Regions from separate parts of the Mus musculus genome. Here region 1 is linked to region 2. A link is a contact called in public Hi-C data. All regions are on one chromosome and are shown on one strand. Each heading gives the region's core, a stretch centred on a gene start, on an enhancer-like site or on the middle of the called end of the contact. The rest is flanking DNA. Distances are from core to core; before and after follow the strand shown.

What was found. Hi-C and Micro-C count contacts between places; a contact is called where the count stands out from the background.
Region 1: a Hi-C map of liver shows a contact between it and region 2, with 2.8 times the contacts expected there. The contact joins two enhancer-like sites. A contact is called at or near these places in 2 of 484 Hi-C or Micro-C datasets (liver and nephron progenitors), 3 of 115 datasets of contacts at active chromatin or transcription factors (embryonic stem cells, extraembryonic endoderm stem cells and trophoblast stem cells) and 2 of 9 other capture datasets (embryonic stem cells and liver).

The regions. Positions count from the first base shown.
Region 1 is chr1:151,217,356-151,220,055 of GRCm38.p6, reverse strand. No RefSeq gene overlaps it. Among named protein-coding and RNA genes, the nearest start is that of 3110040M04Rik, 15 kb to the right of the region's middle. Within about 2 kb of position 1,280, at least 9 of the 459 cell types and tissues checked have an H3K27ac peak or open chromatin away from gene starts, as enhancers often do. A contact at or near this core is called in liver, where this site is marked.
Region 2 is chr1:151,126,930-151,129,629 of GRCm38.p6, reverse strand. The region is part of intron 1 of Gm36139 (a long non-coding RNA gene); the gene reads left to right. Among named protein-coding and RNA genes, the nearest start is that of C730036E19Rik, 9.8 kb to the left of the region's middle. Within about 2 kb of position 1,364, at least 23 of the 459 cell types and tissues checked have an H3K27ac peak or open chromatin away from gene starts, as enhancers often do. A contact at or near this core is called in liver, where this site is marked.

The DNA of each region.
Region 1 (2,700 bases), core at 31-2,530, 91 kb before region 2:
AGTCTAAGTCTCTTTCAGCCCCAGCCTGCCTTCCAGAAATCCCTGGTTCATGTAGGCCGCGGGCTGGTTTACTACACCATATGCTATCAAATTTGGAGGAAAGTATTTAACCTAAGAAGATTTTGCTTGTTTGTTTGTTTTTTGTTTTTCAGGACATGGAAGAGGCATAATTCTGCCCATACTATCTATCATGTGAGGAGTTAATTTGACAATATGGAAATAGCTTTATGATGGATGGTTAGTTTTAGTATCAACTTGACAAAATTTAGAATAGCTTCAGTAAGAAGCCTCCCCAAAAGAACTCCCCAAAAGAAAAGATAATGTAGGACTATCCACTGAAAGTGTGGTGGTGGTGGTGGTGGTGGTAGGGGCTACTGGTAGCTGTCCAGATAAGAAAGGGCAAATCAGAAGGCAGATTATTTCATTTTTGCTAACTTGGCTAAATAGACTTATACTGTTACCACTTCTGTGGCAGATTGTATTTTAATGTAAATAAAATTTAATTCCCCCCCTCCCTGACATATAACCTCATTACAATTAAAAAGAGCCCAACAAGACTTCAGCCCCACTCAAAGAACTATAGGCTCCGAGGAATGCTGGGAAAATAGTCTTCCCCAGGGAAGAGCACACCGACCAGTTATCCAATAGCAGATGGTCTTGAAAACATGCATACAAATAACATTATTTTGACTGGGCGGGTTGTATTTAGGGATATGCTTGTAAGCTCTTATTATTAAACACACTATATAAACATGCACGCAACAACAGTTAATGAAATAAGAGGCCATGAATTTGAAAGAGGAAGTAGAGGGCTGTGGGAGGGAAGGGAAGAGAGAAATGATGTGGTTATATTATAATCTCAAAAATAAGAAAGTTAAAAACTATGCACTGAAAAATACATATAATGGCACAAAAGTGAAGTATCAAAAGAACAAGAACATAAAAGCTTCCTTTCGTGACTCATTTGCTTTGTAATTATGATAATGCCGTAATCTTTGGTTTGACTTTCTCTTGAAGGATCCTTTAGGTACATTGATGTGTTATTTTTATGTGTATTCCCAATCTTTCAAACATGAGGAAGGAAGATTTTATGAATAAAAGGTAGCATTGCTGTTTTAGTTAAGAAGAATTATTACTAAAATTTGAGTGTTACCTAACCAGTATAAACCTTAATTGTAGAAATACATGCAGTCAAAACTCAAATATGAATAGTGCAGTGTTTCCTATCACAAACCTAGTGAACTGGAGATAGACTGTGTTTGCTTTTGTAACACTTATTTACCATGCCAGCCTGTGACACGGATGGCACTGTGATCCTGGGCCAGAGGTACTGCCTTGTCTTCACCGATACAGTTGGTGATCAGACAAAATCAATACTTCCAACTTTGCCTTTTATTTTAATAGAACACGTTGTTGCATGTGAGTGAAATTTTCAGATGAGTGGTCCATTGATATTTTCAATAAGGTTTTAAGCTCCACGAAGACAGAAAGCAAGAGTTACTTTTTCAAACTCTCTTTGTTTCCAAGTGGTATTGGTGACACAGCCCTGTAGCTTCTGTATTTGGGAGGCAGAGTTCAAGGCCATCTTTGGTACACAGAAAGTTTGAAGCTAGCCTGGGCTACATGAAACCCTGTCTCAAAAACCATAATAGCAATAATAAATGAAAGAGGGCTTGAGTGGTGTATGGTGAGAAAAAATAACAAGATCTCTCCCAGACCTTACCTAATTACCACTTTTTATGTTCCTTACTCATTTGATAGATCTAGATTTCATTTGCTATTATTTTTTGACTGAAGACTTTCCCTTAACATTTCCTGTTGGGCAGTTTTACTGTTGAGGAATGGTTTCAGCTTGTATGCCTTCATTTTACATTTCTATGTGAAAGCTGTAGTTACTGAGTATATAATTTAGGCTGACAGATTCTTTTATCTTTCAGTGCTTTTAAGGTGCTGCCCTGCTGGGGTGCGTTGGGTCCAGGAAGTCTTGCTACACTGCACTATTGTGCCTTGGTTTCCTGGTTGGCTACAAGTCAGCTGCCATTTTCTTTGTTCCTTAGCGAGCCTTCCTCTGTAGGCTTCCTGGCTATCTGGTCACCACTAACTTTAGGTAGGTTCACTACTCAAGCATGGATGCTTAGTGCAGTCATAGTGAGTTTCTCTTTGGGGAACTGCTACAGCATTGTGACACTAAAGATTTAATTGGTTTCAAGACTGTGGATGTTTTCAGCCATTATTTCTTGAAGTAAGTTTTGGCCCCTTTGGGACTCTATTTGCACAGGTGTTAGGGTGAGAGGACTTGCCCCATAGTTCACTGGTGCTCTGTTCACCCCCCCCCCCCCAGTGTTTCTTCTCTGGATTCTTTTGTACATAGTTTTCTGTGCTGTGACTTCTACATCACCAGCTACACCAAGGTAGTGTCTAGATGGCTGCCAGTCCCTCTGGCTGTTCTCCTCGCCTCACACATTGCCTTTGTGAAACCATTCAGAGCTAGCCATCCCTGTGTCATGACACCCTCTTGCATCTCCTTAGCTACTCCTTACCATTAACCCCACTGCTTCCTTTTAACTTTTGAGCAGGGGGGTGGGGTGGGAATAGGCTTTTGGTAGCTATTTTAATGTCCTTGTCTACTAATTCTCCCATCCACAGCATTCCTGAATTATCATGGCTTTATCTTTTCAAAATGTCTTCTATTTTCCTGTT
Region 2 (2,700 bases), core at 115-2,614:
TACATACACATACATACACACATATACACATATACACACATATACACTTTACATACATGCATACACACACAGCAAGCTATAGTATTTTGGGGATAATTTGTTCTGACAACTAAGATACCTTTTCAATCAAATGTTGGGGTTATCTGGAAATCCTCTGTCTTCTAAGTCATGGAATTCATAATTACCCAAAGGAGACAAAGATTGGATCTTGGGTAGAAAACAATATTTAGCTGTTACAATGGCGTGTGGCCCTCCAAAGTTCATCTCTTCCCTGATAAAATCTCATTTGCATGTTGAATTTGGACTTGATAAAAATATCTATAAAGTATCCTTGTGGTGGTGGTGGGGGGGTAAAGAATGAAAACCAGAAATAATATGGGTCTGAGATGTGGCCTTTTGTCTCTGCCTGGGCCATTTTTTCAACTTTGTACTTTGCAGATAACTGACTATTGCAAATGTGAACAGTTGTTATCTCTAAACTTGCAGTGGCTTCAGTCCACTGGATAGGCAGTCACTCTGTTCCCAGAAGAAAGCCAGGTTTTGTGCCTGGGCAAATATCCTTCAACACTAACTCCTTCCATGTAGAGTCATGGTTCTTTACTTTCTCCATGGAAGGACTGAGTCCAGCCTATTGACTCCACTATAAATAGGATGCAAAGCTAATTGTTTCTCTAGTTCTAACTCTGTCATGCATTTTTAGTTTTTGATGGTAGATAAGTTCACAAAAATATATATTCAATTGCTTCAGCAGGCCTATCCTAGCCATGTAAAAGTACACGTTGAGATGTATAGATTTTAGAGCTGGTTAGTATTGGTGTGTGATAGTTTTTATGTCTAAATTTTTTATAATAAAGGTTTAAGAAAATATATTTTGTCTTTCAACTTATTGTAACATGTATTTTCTTTTCAAATAATTAATCATACATTAAATAAATACCTTTGACATGTTTATTTTGAATATATATATATATAATCTTATTGTTTTCCCCTTTCAAAATATAACTCAGCAATTTCCACTGATATATAACAGCCATTTTTAACTTGATAATAATATTAAAAAATATTTGCAAGTATTCATGTATTATAAGGCTGAAAGATGTTTCACTAAATGAATATACCACATTAGAAATTTATTTCTGGAGAACAATAAATGCTTTTTATGGATAAAGATAGATTATTTTCTTAAGATGTGTGAAACATGGGAAGTCTGAAGTGTGTCAAAAGCCTGTTACTTAATTTTTCTTGGCATTGTGCTTGTTTGCTTTTAGCTCTATGTTGACTTTTTGGAGGACATGGGCCAGTAGACATAAAGGCCAGGGCTATTTTCACAACTGTTTGTTGACAGGAGGTTGCCCGTGTCGCTACTGTGAATCTAAAGATCATTTTGGGAGAAACCCTAAGCCCTGGCCTCATGAGAGGTGCACACGAGGGTTAGGACGTTCAGTACACTTTGATACTTGGCTCGGACTACCCACTCAGGATTCTGTTTGGCTACAATTTATTTCAGGAACATGGAATCACTACTGTTTGTCTGAGTCTTACTTCTTCCCTGCCAGCTCCTCCCACCCTCTCCCTTCCTCTCCTACAAGGCCAGCAGCTTCTAGCACTTACTATGTTTTATATTTATGAAGTTGAACACTTAAGCCATTTTGGAAGGACGGCTTTCTTCTCAATTTTGATCTGCCCTGGAAATCACGTTCAGCTCTTGTCAGTTGCCCAGTGAGTGACTGTGAGGAGACAGGTTGGTCTCGGTGGGCCTGGAACTCTCTGTATCCTTGTCTTGAACTTGTGATTCTTCTGCCCTGGAAAATCCTTTTCAAGAGAACACATAAATAAATGTTCCATTCAGAGAAGTCAAATACAAAACAGTATTGGTTTTTTTGAAAGTGATCTTAACTGTAGGCATAGAGAAATGAGATAAAAGTTTTCTTTGGTGTCTTGTGAGACATATCCTTATAGCTCAGCAGCTGTGGTGGAAGATATCTAACCTAGAAATATATATATTCTCATTCTGTTTTTAAAAATACTATATAACACTTTCAAGGCCTAAATGATACCAAGTTAAATGCACAGGCAATAAAGATGATATGGATTTCTGGTTTTTAAGGGAAGAACATTTTGATGTTTTAAATTTTAGGAAAAACATATTTACTTTTTTGAGAACCTCCACATGTTCTCCCATAGTGGCTATAGAAGCCCCTTGAGGCACAGGATTGGCCAGGCCCATTCCCTGAGGGCCTCTGTCAGGTTTCACCCACAAAACACTCTGCCCTAATGGCAGGGCTCAGCCCCTGCCCCACAGAATAAAAAGCCCAGCTCAAGACTTTTCAAGATTTTAATCCCATCAATCCCCACCCTGGAAAGCTCCGTCTCTCATGAAATCCTATATAATAAACTCTGTCCTCTACTGCTTCTTGCCGGAGCAGAAGCAGCTGCCCTCCTGGGTCTTTCCCTCCCAATAAACCTCTTGTGAGAAGTTTGTTGTGCAGTGTGACTCCTCAGCTCCCAACTGCCAGGATACCTTTCCATCTGAGCTCTAACACTCACAGGCTGTACCCACTGACATTCCCATCAACACTATAGAAAGGCTGCATTTTCTCTGCTTTCTCACCTGTACTTGTTTTCTGTGGTCCTTTCTGATAAGAGCCACCCTTACTGCACTGAAATGACGTGGCATTCTGGTGTTGGTTTGCATCTTCC